Linked DNA regions of Gossypium hirsutum: regions 2 and 3 are each linked to region 1. Evidence: chromatin contacts called from public Hi-C data. All regions are on one chromosome and are shown on one strand. Each heading gives the region's core, a stretch centred on a gene start, on an enhancer-like site or on the middle of the called end of the contact. The rest is flanking DNA. Distances are from core to core; before and after follow the strand shown.

Region 1 (4,853 bases), core at 1,550-4,049:
GGATTGAGTTTATTTTAAGTTTGGATTTGATAATATATGGGTAAACTATAAAATTGGTCACTTTTGTTTGTCTTGAATTACATTTTAGACACTTATGTTTAAAACTTTACATTTTAGTTGCTTATGTTATTGTATTGTTATGAAGTGGTCACTCTACTGTTAAATTCCGTTACCTCCCTAACGGCAGTCCTACGTGGCAGTAAAATGGGTTTTAAATGCCAACTTAGATGTCCTATGTGGCCGTCCAAATTAAATCTATTTAATTAAAAGCCTATTTCATTTCAACAACTGAACATCCAAATTGGCATTTGAAACTTATTTGGACTACCATGTAAGACTGCCGTTAGGGAGATAGCGGAATTTAACGGTAGAGTGGTCACTTCGTAACAAAATGATAACATTAAGTGACTAAAACATAACATTTCAAACATAAGTGACTAAAATGTAATCTAAGGCAAACAAAAGTGACTATTTTTGTAGTTTACCCAAAATATATTTGGTCGTGAATTTGGCTTTAAAATTTTAATAATTATAGATTTTGTCACACCAATAATGTACGTGAAAGGAATTGTTTTATGTTTAAAATTTATTTAACAATGAATATAGGGGTTGATGATGAATTTATATTTTTTAATACTATTAAACACATGTTGAATCCTTAAATTTATAATTATTTTATTTAAAGATGATATAGAAATATAAAAAAGATAAAATTACTATGGTAATAATATTAATTATAATTTTTTTAAAAATGAATATCATAACTGGAAGTATTAGATTAGATTAGATATATAAATAAAGTAATTATAAATTCAATTGTAAATTTTAAAATCAAATCGACCCTTTGATTTAACCTCTCACATTTATTTGTGCCAACTTTAAAATTACCTAGCAAAAATGCATTTTTGGCTACAGTGCAAATACCTATTCAATACTTATACCAATATTGTCCTGTCTGTTAACATCTGAGCGTTGCTCAGTTGTGCTGGAACCTTGAAGCACTTGGCCTGCCACTTTTACTTACTACGCTACATCGCTTTGAAACAGAACCAAGTGAACCCTGTTATGAATCAACTTGGCGGTGGTGGACATATGCCTCAACTGCCACTGGTCATTCCATTTTCATCTTTTGATTAAATATCACGTTTGAAGTGTTTGGTCAAGTCAACCACCTTAATCAAAAGCAAGAAACACCTTACCCAAAACACACAAACATATGAGCTCGCCTTCGATTGTTCCTAAGTACTCGTGTAAGAGACCCACCATGACTTCATAATAACACCTAGAGGATGAAGAAGCTCAAAAGAAGCCTATAAAAATACCTCCCAAGAGAGGGGGATCAATCTATTACAGCCCATATGTTTCTTGGAATCATTTAACAAACTTCAGATAAGCCCAGAAAATGTAACATATATTACATGAACAAAACAACCACATGTTAAGGAAACTGATACTCCTTAGAACTCAAATCAAAGTCTGTTCTGTTTTGCTTCATGTCCTCATTTCTAACACAATTTTGTAGTATATTGAAGAAACGCAAAGGAAAAAAAACAGAAAAAAAAAGCAAAGATCAACTCTGAGAGTCATAGTGTTAACAGTTTTTGTGACCCAACCCAATCTGCAAACCACCAATTGTGGGATTAACACAGGTAGAAAACCAATCAAAATTTCTTGCTGCAAACGATGCAATGCAAGCATGTAAGATAATGATGAAGAATAAATGAAAAACAATGTACAGCCTTGGTTTCCAAGCTTTGACACCTCCATCAAAACACACAAAAAGAACTCAATCGTCGGCTTTAACAAGACTATCTTCTATATGTCGTACGAGATCAACATCAATATCCCCATCCCCATCACCGTCACCATCTTCATCACCATTGTCCACGCCCAAGTCCTCAACTTTGGCCTCATTTTCTTTTCTGGCCTTTTCCTTACGAGCAACAACGAGTAGATGTTCGAGGGATTCCCTTGCCCGTTTTCTTGCAAGCGCCGCCTCCCTTACCTTCCTGTCAGCCTCGGCCCATGCTACGGTAACGGCCTTCCCCATGGAAAAGGAGGCAATCTTGGCAGCGCAGAGCAAAGCGTGAGCGAGCTTCTTGTCGATCTTGTTGTCCTTGAGAGGAAAGAAAGAGAAAGAAGAGTCCTTACAAGGTGGGCAGAGGTAAGAGGTGAGAACGGTGTCGCCTGCGCAGTGAGAATGGGTGAGGGAGCAGCAATTGGAGCAGTTGACACGTTTGGAAGGATGGGGTGGGGAGCCGCCGTAGAAGGTAAAGCAAGCAGGGCAGAACGAGGAAGGGTGGAGGCGGAGGACACAGGCAGTGCAAAGGCGGCGTAGGATGCCTAAGTGGCGAACTTGGTGGATAAAGAAGGGAGAATGGCCACTGCAGTTGCTGCATTCTTTGGATAGTAATGGATTGTTGAGTTTGCTGGCGGCGGCGGTGGGGAGGGTCATGCCAATATTGCCATTCCTAGTACTCAAACCAGTAGCCATGGTGATCGAGGACCCCCTTCTCTGCCCTGCCCTCCTCTGGTTTGAGTCTTACAATGTTTAGTCTTTTTTCTTTGTTAAAACTATATTTAGGGTTTATTGTGTTTTAAGACTCATTTATTATTACTTACAAATATATACCAACTTTAAGTTCAACCATGCTGTCATTGGCATGGTTTAGGTTTAATATAATTATTATAATTTATAGACAATATTTAATAATATTTTCAGGTTTTTTTTTTTTAAAAAAAACCCTGCCCTATGACCTTAATTAAATTCGAAATCAAATCTCTAAATAATCGTTTTAGTCTTTTACCGTTCAAACTCAACCAACCTTTTATCATTTGTCATACACATTTTTCTGATTCTGTAGCAAAACTAAGGTTGTGTCTTCTTATTGATTTAAATACCTTTAGTACTACAGCCTCTAATGTCAGCTCTCTATATATTGCTTACTCATTACACAAAGCAAGCAAGTTTACAGCTTCTTTTGACTTCCCTCCATCTCAACATCCCCTACATTACAAGAAGCAGGTGCACCAAATGAAGAGCATTTCCACTGTATCTCATCCAAATACCATCTTTCCACCATCAGAGTTTCTTTTAGCTTAGCACATCCGTGGTTCACAAACTTAAACCAATCAATCTCTTCCTCAATATGCACCGACAAAAGATGATCAACTTTATGGTATCATTTATTACCTTCCAATCAACAGAGGTATAAATAGCTAGTTTAACCAACCATTAGTTTCCCTACTGATCACTGACATGTTCAATGACCAGAGCAGCCATTGCCCTCATCACTAATATAAACGCCGTTGCTTGCATGTACAGTATGTGATGCACTTGATCCTTAATGTGATCCCTATAAAACACCAACATATAAGAGGAATAATTGGTCGAATGGCGATATCAACACACTTTCAAGAAAGGAATAAAATCGACGGCTATTGCCATCCACAGAATTCTGCTAACAAATCAAAAATATTTCATCACATATGCTACAGAGCAATACGAGGGGACACAGATGGGTGAAAATGCAGAATATCCGCCAACTGGCTCATGTAAACCCTACAAAAACTTGTAGGTTCTAGTGCAGCACAGATATAATAAGCATGTGTTATACAAACAGTCGAACATTCTTCTTAAAGCTGCATGTAAAATTGCACATAAAAATGCTAAATACACAAGCCGTCTATTAAAAATAGGCTCTCTCCACAGAAACCAGTCTTAGATCAAATATGGAATCGAATGAAGCAATGCCACTATATTGATGTATTCAGTATCACTGATGCAAGCTTTAAAGAACAGAACACGAATACTCAATACGTACAGTTTACAACAATTTACAAGAGCTCTTTGCAAGTGGCCTTGTTGTGTCCAAGACCCTTGCACTTACTGCACTGGAGTTGGCGCTTCATTGCCTCCTGTAATCCAACTTTCTTTGTGGTAGGCCGACCTGGTGGACGACGTGTTGGTGGAGTTACAGTCATTACGGCTTCCGAATAATCATTCTGCATAGCCCAGTCCATATCTGGAATAGGCTTGACAGATTCTGCATAGGTTAATCTGTAGCTCTCAGTTGAAAAGTATCTTGAGCAATAATCATAAGGGCTTCGTCCAATGCAATTGATAACAGCAATAGCATGGCAGCATGGTAAACCAGTAAGTTGCCAACCTTTACAACTACAATCCCAACCATCCATGTCAACCACTTCAGTGGACTCACCTTGAACCTCAAATTCGCTACCAGTAGTCAGTTGCACTTGAAGGGCACTGACTTTCAAGCTCTCCTTTTCCAGCTTTTCCTCCATGGATGGAGTCAGCCTTGTTAACCACTGATCAGAATCGGTCCTACGGAAATAAATTAACTCCATAATCTCTCCCCGTATGACATCAACCATCTGTGTTATAGGTAATTCATCTGCATCTGATGCCCAGCTGTAAAAGAGTTCACCAAAGTTTGATTTCATATGGTTATATCTGGCACCCTGGAAAAGTGAATTTGCCCAATTCTGGGGCTCACTTTGCATGATCCAATTGTAAGCTTCCAGTGAAAGACTTTTGATGCCCTCAGTAATCTTATGAAACTCTTCAGGTCTAGGTGCAAAAGCTGCACGATAAAGGTCTTCAATCATGATACCTTTAACATCACGAGAAAACTGCCCTTTCAAGTCTCTAATGAGTTGCTCAGTTAAATAGTGCAGACAATAACCATGATAGGAATCCTTGAAAATTTCAGAGATTGACTCCCGCAAACCCTTCTGTCTGTCTGCAACAAATGTTAGAGGACAAGATGTTGACAGAGCTGATTTTAGTTGTGATAAAAACCAATGCCAATTATCATTGGTTTCTGCATCTA
Region 2 (4,977 bases), core at 790-3,289, 130 kb after region 1:
TCTAAATACCTAGGGGAGATGAAACCTATGATGAATTCTATCTTTGATTTCTATTTTACACAAAAAATAATTGAATCTTGTTCTCATTTATGTGTGCTTAATTCTTGGTTTAATATTTTTCGAGCTATTAATACGTGTTTGATGTGCTGAAATTAGAGGAGGAAAAGTCTCTGCTTCAGCATAGATTTAGCATAATTGAGTGGAGTTCCATACAATCCTAGAAATAGGACAACATAAATCTATCGGATTAGAGTCAAATATAATAGGAGATCCATATATCTAGTTAATGCAATAACAGGGGTTTTAATTAGAAAGAAATTTCAATTAATCAACCTACAGTCAGTTTCTCATACTCTCGAAAGAGATATTAGCATAATTTAGAGATTTCTACGGATCAATGTACTAAGTGAAGAAATTGTTTAATTCATATTGATAATGACAGATGAAATCTAGGTAGATTCTTTCTTGGGTATTGTTTCACTTCCTAGTTGTTAATCGTTTGATTTCCTTATTCGTTCTTTGTTGTGTTTTTTAGTTAATTAATTCAATTAATTTCAGTTTTAATCAAACTCTCTAATTTTTCGATTAAATAACAGAAAGACAGTAATTACTAGTACTTTTAGTCCTCGTGGGAATGATATCTTTGCTCGCTGTAGCTATACTATTAATTGATAGGTGCACTTGCCTTAGTCAAATTTTTAGTTAATTTACGATTGCATCAAACATTGTTACTCTCAAGAGATCCCTTACCCCAAAGTTTCTCCCTCCAAGAAAATATTGGTTCATAGGATAGCTCAACGACCATATAGATACCTTCCTCCCCTTCGGTTTCTTTAAAATGTACACTTTTGGTATTCTAATCGACTTCCGACGAGCGAGAGCCACCACAATCTTCATTAATAGGGAAAAAAAATCTTGTTTCTTTTTATCAATATATTAACAAAACTATTTTATAAATTTCTTCAATTATGTTGATTAAACCTTAACTCAATTAAATTTTTTTTATTATAACAATTAAGAGAATGTTGATTTAAGCGTATTTAAACACTTAGTGGAAAGGAAGTATGAGTCTCAACAGAAATCTGAAATGTTATTTTCAGTACAAATCTAAACTCATACAAAAAACATTAATATGTTTTTTTACTTTCTAGTTCAAATTTTTTTTTATTTTTTACAAATAAGCCTTCATAAATAATGACTCAATAGAAATCTGAAATGGGGGAAATGATATATTTCGATTACTACAAAGACGATAGCCACATAAAATATTCAAATTCTATGTAATTTATTGAACCATATTAAATTCAAAGGGTAAACGACTACAATATTTGGTCGACATAACACAAGCAAAAATTGAATTTGATACACCTATATATCCCAAGAAAAAGAAGGCACTAGATCTAGAGAGCACTGCAAATAACATCCTTAGGAACGAGACGCTTTAGTAAGCACACGAACTCTATTTTCAATATCCTTCAAGTTTTGATTAACCAACAAACCCACCTCATTCAAGTCCATCGCATTCAAACTCTGAAATATCCCTTTTCCACTCAAGCTTTCGAACATGACTTTTTTCAACTCTTTCTGGCGGTTCTCCTTGCATAGTTTCCAGAGCTGCTGATTAGCTTTGGCTATGCTTTGCTCGAGGAAACTCTCTTGGTTAACCATCTTATTGTTTCGTATCGACTCGGGCAACTTCTTGAACTCGGAAAGTAACCTTCGGGCATCCACGTGGGACGGCCATACCTCTGGTTGAGAGTCGAAATCAGGAGAGTGGATAATAGCACAAGCCTCAATCCCACAAAGGGTAGTGAGTTCATGCACCTTCTTCACCAAACCCTTGGTTCTTTTCTTGTAGGTAGTTTTCCTTTTTGAATCATTGGTAATGTAGGCAAGCTTCATTTTCTTTCTAGACATGGAGAATTGAAGTCTCAGTTTCTATGTATTTGGTTGCATGTTACGCCAACAGTGTGTACGCTTATATATGGATATTAGAGGATTGTAGAGAAGAAGGGATGCATCACTTGTCCTCGCTGGACACATATTAATTTTGACCTAAAAAGGAAATGAGAAGACAGGTGTTTAAATTCCAGATATGATACCAAATTCATTACCATAGTAGCTGTAATTTTAATGTAGACATTAAATGCATAAGTATGTTTTGGGTTCATATCTCTGGCTGTCAGTTGCATATTTCTTATTTCAGTGATATATACCATTTATGTCACAAAAGTCCAAATAAAATTTAAGATATTTGGGTTTGGGCCAACTAGAATAGAAAACTTAACCCAATACTTAACCCAAAGACCAGACCGACACTAAAGACTTGATAAACAACACCAGTGCTATATATGAATTTAGAGAATAAAACAAATATTAACAAAGAGATACAAGCTATTGGGTAAAAGTAGCCTCCACAAGGGCATCAAGACTCATATGGGTTACACTCAAGCTTCCAGGCCATCAAAGTTGTGTGCTTTGTTGATCCATTGAATCTCAATGTATTGTCTACAAATGGTATTTCGTTAGTTAGAGGTGGGATCAACATTGATATTTCAAAACAACTCTTATACATTTTGGATATGAGAACAACTGCTCCCTTGTAGTAATATGCCTGTACACTTCTTTATTCCACATTTTCAGAACTGACTAAACCCATTTTAAAGCTATCTCGAATAAGTTGGGAAAAAGAAGGTGCTGCACCTAAGAAGCCAAGAACTAAAAAGACCTGTTGTGACAAATATGTCTTGTCAAATACGAAGAAATCAGAATGGGTTGATGGTTCTATTTCAGCAGGGGAAGATGAAACAAAGTTGTGCCTTGGATTGAACAAAACCACTCACTATTCGTAATTTACTTAGATATAACAATTGATATATTATATGAAGTTAGAAGTTTATGTCTACTAACTTATATCTCACACTATAAAGTAAATTCATATTAGTTATAATTAATGGTCACTAAACTAACTATAAATACGACTAAGGCAAGCGCACCTATCGAACAATAGTATAGTTATGGTGAGTAGGGAATATCGTATCCACGAGGACTAAAAGTACTAGTAATTACCATTTTTTCTATTATTTAGCCGACAAATTGGAGTGATTGTTTTTAATCTAAATTTACTAATCTAAATTATCTAATAAACCCAACAGAGAATGAAATAGGAAAATAATCAAAGATAACCAATGAGATAGACAATACCCAGGAAAGAATCCACCTAGACTTCACCTATTATTATGAATCTGAATTAAACGATTTATTCACTTGTGTCTTGATCCGTAGAAATCCTTAAATTATATTAATATTTCTTTCGAGAGTAAGAACAACTGACTCTAGGTTGATTAATTGAAATCTGTTTCTAATTAAAACCCCTAACGTCGTATTAACTCGATCTATGGATTCCCCTATTAGATTTGACTCTAATCCGGTAGATTTATGTCGTCCTATTTCTAGGATTGCATGCAAATCCACTTAATTATGCTAGATCTACTCTTAAATAAGGACAGTTGCTCTACTAAAATAAGCACATTAAACATGAATTAATATCCCAAAAATATTAAAACACAAAATAAGCATACATAATTGAGAACAAGAATCAAGTATTTATCGTGTAAAAAAAGAAATTAAATAATAAGATTTATCATAGGTTCATCCTCCCTACGTATCTAGGGAATTTAGTTCATAATCCTAAAAAGGAACATCACAAAGTTAGGACAACCACAAGACATAAAGAAACTCAATAAAACTTCAAAAGAGATTAAATGAAGATATTCGATCTTGAGGGAGATTTGCGTCCAAGTTGATTCTGATGGCGTTCTTCGAGTGTTTTCCTCAATCTTCTCTGATTGCTCCCATAGGTCTTCTTCTAATTGGTATTTATAGACTTTAGAATGCTCAGAAAGCCTAAGATTTGGTTTTTTCCGCGTATCTGGGAAACAGGTTGCGAAATTGACACGGTCTGGCACATGGGCGTGTGCCCAGCCCGTGTGGAAATGCCTAGGCCATATAGATACTGAAAACAACTCTTTTTGTCCGATTTTGGCTTTTCTTTCGCTCCTTCCACTCTCATATGCTCACCTAAGTATAAAAACATAAATTTAAAGGATTAGGAGCATCAAATTCACTAATTTAAATAATAAATCATCCAAAAACGCATCAAGAATGAGATTAAAAATATGTTACTTTTATGGCTTATCAATAATATTTATTTTAATTATATAATTTTTTTTTGTTTAAAGTAATTTCACTTATTAAATTTATCAAAAAATAAAAGGGATAAAAAAAATATAAGGATTTTTATGATTCCATCCCATTATTTGGTTAGATTTACTGATGCAAAAGAATATAAACCAATATAAACTAAATTTGATTTTAGTGAATAAAATGTTAAACAAAAGATTTTTTATAATATATTTTATATTTAATTTTAAAAGTATATAATTTATTATATTTTTACTAACCAATGTTTAAGGTAAATATTGATAGTTAAAACATGACTTTTGTGTTTAAACTTTGATAGAAGCATTGATTTTGTAGTAGATTCTTATCAAATATTTTGTGGATATCTGAGTCTAAATCTACTAGTGTAGGAATGTGGATTCTGATAATAAATTTATGAGGGAGTCTATATGCATCCGCTCCAAATTCGAAATAAATGGTAATTTTTGCATCCGAAATATTCAAATATTGTCTGAATTCGTAATATTTGAATCCACAAAAAGTCGAATATCCAATCCACAATCCAAATTCACATCCCTAAGTTCCACTGTTTAACTTAGACCAACTGACCAACCTTGGCCCTCTGGCTATTTGGTTCGTCACACTATACAAGTCCTTACAAATATCAAGTGCAAAATTTTAAATTTGAACAGCCACGTCTGCTACTAACATAGAATTAACCAAAATATCAAGTGCTAACATACTAAAGCTACGTAAAATCTTATTCTTTCTATACTTTCACAGACCCATAATAAA
Region 3 (4,414 bases), core at 390-2,889, 240 kb before region 1:
AGTATATTCCATTCCCATTCCACCTGTTGAAAACTCAAATTTTGGACGTAGAACAAAGGGATGAGAGTTAAGTGTAAAGTGAAAAAGATTTTTCTTAAAACATTATCCAAAAAATCTGGTCGGTTAGTCCCCAACATCACTTTCATTATCTTGATGCAATTGTTGGTTTAATTGTGTTTCAGTCCTTATACTCTTTGAAATTTAGTTTCTCTACATGTTTGATTTAAAGATTAAAATTCAATTAATAAAACTATTAATTAACTTATTTTAAATATGAATATGTGGTTATCATTTGAAGTTTAACTTTTAAATTAGGTCTTTGGATATTGAAATGTCACATTCAAATTTAACCAAAAAAATTTATCATTTGGACTTTAATTTTTAAATTAGAAAAGCATAAAGACTAAATTCTTGGAAATAAAAGCAGTGGGACTAAATTTTAAAATTTTAAAGAATACAAGGACTGGGAGAAGAATTAAACGTGCAATTGTATGTTTTGGGTTAGGGTTAACTAACTTAACTAGAAACAAGAATTGCAAAATTTAACGAAAGGCAAGGCAACGGCTGTGATTGGACCGTTTGATTCAAACAGGCACACGCATTTTACCACGTGGCAACTCGCCGACCTTTCAATTTCATGGCGGCACGTGGCATCCGATTAATGCCCCTCCCCCAGCACCATGACACGAAAACAGGTGTAGTGGACCCTACGTCACCTTCTTGCCACTTGCCCCTAGAGTTACAAAATATACAGAACATATAAATGACCGACCCCTATGAGGGTGCCACCTTGATTCGGGTTGATTACGTGGCGATATACGGTGGACCCCATGCTACGTGGTCCACCAGAAATTTCCCACGTTGACACGTGTGTTTGGGAAATCCACGTGTGCTATTTGTATGGGGCTTTTAATTTCTTGTAGGGCTGTGGTCGGTGGATCTCTCCCCCTATTTCTCGGTGATGTTGCCTACTGGTGTGGGGTTTGGGTTGGGTTAGGGTAGTTTAATCTGCACTTTAGTATAAAATCTTAATGGGTTTAATTCTGATTTTAGTCCCTCTATAATGTTGAAATTTGAGAAAATTTTATTTTAATTTAATATAATTTAGTTTTTTTTTCCCTATAATATTATTAATAGATTCAGATTGATGATACTATTAATTATTGTGAGAGATGTTTGTGTACCAAATCAAACCATATGACCTAATTTAAAAAAAAAATTCAAGTTGAAGCTTGAGCTTAACCATGCTAGACCTACTCAAATAAATTTTTTTACTATTTAAAAATTAAAAATTAAAAATTAAAAATATATTTTTATATTAATATTTATATATTTATACTGAAATTTTAATATTTTAACAAATTATTTAATATGAATTCAAGCAGAGTAGCTGCTATTAATGTGATTGAGTTAAGAATGATGCCTTAATTGTATGATTGAATAACAACAAAAGAATAAAGTCAAAATAAAATAGAGGACTAAATCCTGAGTTTCAACACAATAGAGGGACTAAAAGCAGAATTATATAGAATTAATGCAACGTTGGATTGGATTCTTTAATTATTTTGTAATTCTCATTATTAAAAAAGAAAAGAAAAAGGATCAATCCAATTCCTATATAAACGTCCACTTGCTCCCCCCAAGAACCTCACTCAAGGCAATCAAAGTTTCTCTTGCAATATACATACCAAACACTTTTCTCTCAAAGTTTACAAGACAGTCATCATTTTCCTTCCAACCAAACACTCTTCAACACCTTAAACATTGTCATACGGCCCATTTGATCCTATCAAAACATAACATCTTTTTCTCTCACCTTTGTTCCAAATTTCAAACATGGCACCTAATATTACCAGCAACAGAGCTGCCACTGTCACCGCCAGGGTCCCGGCTCTGACCAAGGCTCCCATCCCTCCCGAAAGGGCTTACGTTACTTTCTTGGCAGGTAACGGTGACTACGTCAAGGGTGTAGTGGGGCTAGCCAAGGGCCTAAGGAAAGTCAAGAGCAAGTACCCACTCGTGGTGGCGGTCTTGCCGGACGTGCCAGAGGATCACAGAAAGATTCTGGTGGCTCAAGGGTGCATAGTCAAGCAGATCGAACCCGTCCTCCCACCTGAGAATCAGACCCAGTTTGCCATGGCCTACTACGTCATCAACTATTCCAAGCTACGTATATGGAAGGTATGTTGTTGTTGTTGTTTGTTTTTTTTTTTTTGCATGTGGCTAAAAACGTAACGTAACCTTACACATAATGCTTTAAAATTTGCAGTTTGTGGAGTATTCCAAGATGATATACTTGGATGGAGACATTCAAGTGTTTGACAACATAGATCACTTGTTTGACGTGGAAGATGGTTACTTTTATGCTGTGATGGATTGTTTCTGTGAGAAAACATGGAGCCACACCCCACAGTACAAGATAGGTTACTGTCAGCAGTGTCCTGACAAGGTGGAGTGGCCTGCTCACTTGGGTCCTAAACCCCCTCTTTACTTCAACGCTGGAATGTTTGTATATGAACCCAACCTTTCTACTTATTATCAACTCTTGGCCACTTTCAAAGTTACCCCTCCTACACCTTTTGCTGAACAGGTAACAATTATATTCGACCTTTCTTTTTTATTTAACTTCCTATATCAAGCGTCTTGAATTTTAATGTACTTTTGTTATGTTTGATGCAGGATTATCTGAACATGTTCTTTAGGGACATATACAGGCCCATCCCACCAATTTACAACCTGGTGATGGCCATGCTATGGCGTCACCCGGAAAACGTTGATGCAGAAAAAGCCAAGGTGGTTCACTACTGTGCAGCTGGGTCCAAGCCATGGAGATTTACTGGGAAAGAAGAGAACATGGATAGGGAAGATATTAAGAAGCTGGTGACCAAATGGTGGGACATTTACAATGATGCGTCGCTCGACTACAGTATTGGTGAAGCAGAAGAAGCAGAGGAGGAGGATGAACAAAGAGGGATTGAACAATTTTTGGCAGCGCTGTTGGAAGCTGGCGTTGTTCACTATATCAGCGCCCCATCCGCTGCATGAAGTTTGTGGCCAACGGTGGCGATATATATGATCATGTATAAAATATATCTTAAGTTTAAAACAAGAGTCTGCATTGTAAATGTGTTTTATGTAAGGGTTTTTTTTTTCGGCTTACTAGTTGCTTTCTTCTCTCCTCGGGGAGTTTTAATTTTTTTAAAATTTTAACCTGGTAACTCTTAAAATTATAAAAATTTAATTTAATATTTTAAAATTATGAAAATATAAATTATTAAAATAATGAAATAACATTTTGAGAATATTTTAGTTTCATAAAATTATAAAAATTTAATTTAATATTTTAAAATTATGAAAATATAAATTATTAAAATAATGAAATAACATTTTGAGAATATTTTAGTTTCATAAAATATAAATTATAAAATGAGAGAAATTATATTTTGACAATATTTTAGTGTCGTCCCTGTCTGTCCTTCCTTTTTTGTGATGTTCAGATAACTTATACTAACAAATATAGTGAGTTAATAATGAGAAGCTCCCACCAAGCAATAAAGTTTTGTGGGAATTGAATCTTAACAGTGATTGCTTGAGTTAAGGTTTGAAAAATTGTTTAAAACTTAGATTAATTAATAAAGAGAATGGATACAGGTGCTGGGGAAGATAAGTGATTTAACCAGGGTAGTAAATAATTTGCATTACATTGCTTTTAATATAGGTCTGGATTTCCGTCAACAATTTTCATCTCTGATAATATCAAAATTGTACAGTGTACATTAGTGTGCTTTCTGGAATTAGAGTTCAGGTGATCATATAGAAAAAAGTTTCATATTAAATCATTCACTCATTCCTTTGGGCAAAAAAACGTAAGATGAGATTTAGACGTCAACTAAGTATTTGATAAGAATATTATTTGAGAAATCAATCTACAAAGAAGGCCAAAGGCCTCTAATTTCAGTAGTACGGCGAATATATATTAATTATATAACACAATCTGATACATTTCCTGTAAAACTTAAAAAAGGAACCAGAAAATAATAAGGATAGCTGCCTGAAGATATGACTGGAATTCAACCAACCCTCAACCCTATGGAAACAAAACAAGCAACGCAATAAGTTACAACTGAACAATATCCACAAAATGGATGCACGTGAGTTGTGAGTCTCATCCTACCTTGTTAGCAATGTTGTTGGAAAGCCAGTCCAGTCCCTCATACAGCCCTTCGCCAGAGGTGGCACAAGTACTCTGGATATACCTGTGAGAGACGCACAAGAATATGAATACAAGCGATTACATTTTGCAAATGCAAACAAACAAATACCCTAATAAGTAGTAAGCAAACAGGGAAACAGTTAATAACATAATACCAGTGGCGCTGACGAAGGGAGTGAAGGCCAAGCTTATCAGTAATCT

What was found. Hi-C and Micro-C count contacts between places; a contact is called where the count stands out from the background.
Region 2: a contact with region 1 is called in a Hi-C map of leaf, with 2.1 times the contacts expected there. The contact joins the promoter of LOC107894823 here to the promoter of LOC107893501 in region 1. A contact is called at or near these places in 3 of 34 Hi-C or Micro-C datasets (anther, hypocotyl and leaf).
Region 3: a contact with region 1 is called in a Hi-C map of hypocotyl, with 3 times the contacts expected there. The contact joins the promoter of LOC107893295 here to the promoter of LOC107893501 in region 1. A contact is called at or near these places in 4 of 34 Hi-C or Micro-C datasets (callus, hypocotyl and leaf).

The regions. Positions count from the first base shown.
Region 1 is chrA13:105,195,259-105,200,111 of Gossypium_hirsutum_v2.1, forward strand. LOC107893501 reads right to left here and starts at 2,800. Exons shown (of 1, transcript XM_016818514.2): 1 at 1,391-2,800. The coding sequence starts at 2,494. The coding sequence ends at 1,787. LOC107893500 reads right to left here. Exons shown (of 4, transcript XM_041085571.1): 3 at 3,825-4,853; 4 at 3,129-3,356. The coding sequence ends at 3,838.
Region 2 is chrA13:105,326,846-105,331,822 of Gossypium_hirsutum_v2.1, forward strand. It overlaps LOC107894823 (agamous-like MADS-box protein AGL80), which reads right to left and starts at 2,040. Exons shown (of 1, transcript XM_016820027.2): 1 at 1,226-2,040. The coding sequence starts at 1,917. The coding sequence ends at 1,426.
Region 3 is chrA13:104,956,622-104,961,035 of Gossypium_hirsutum_v2.1, forward strand. It overlaps LOC107893295 (galactinol synthase 2), which reads left to right and starts at 1,640. Exons shown (of 3, transcript XM_016818244.2): 1 at 1,640-2,181; 2 at 2,270-2,590; 3 at 2,680-3,159. The coding sequence starts at 1,837. The coding sequence ends at 3,045. It overlaps LOC107893294 (ADP-ribosylation factor 2-B), which reads right to left. Exons shown (of 7, transcript XM_016818243.2): 5 at 4,369-4,414; 6 at 4,175-4,256; 7 at 3,886-4,087. The coding sequence ends at 4,082.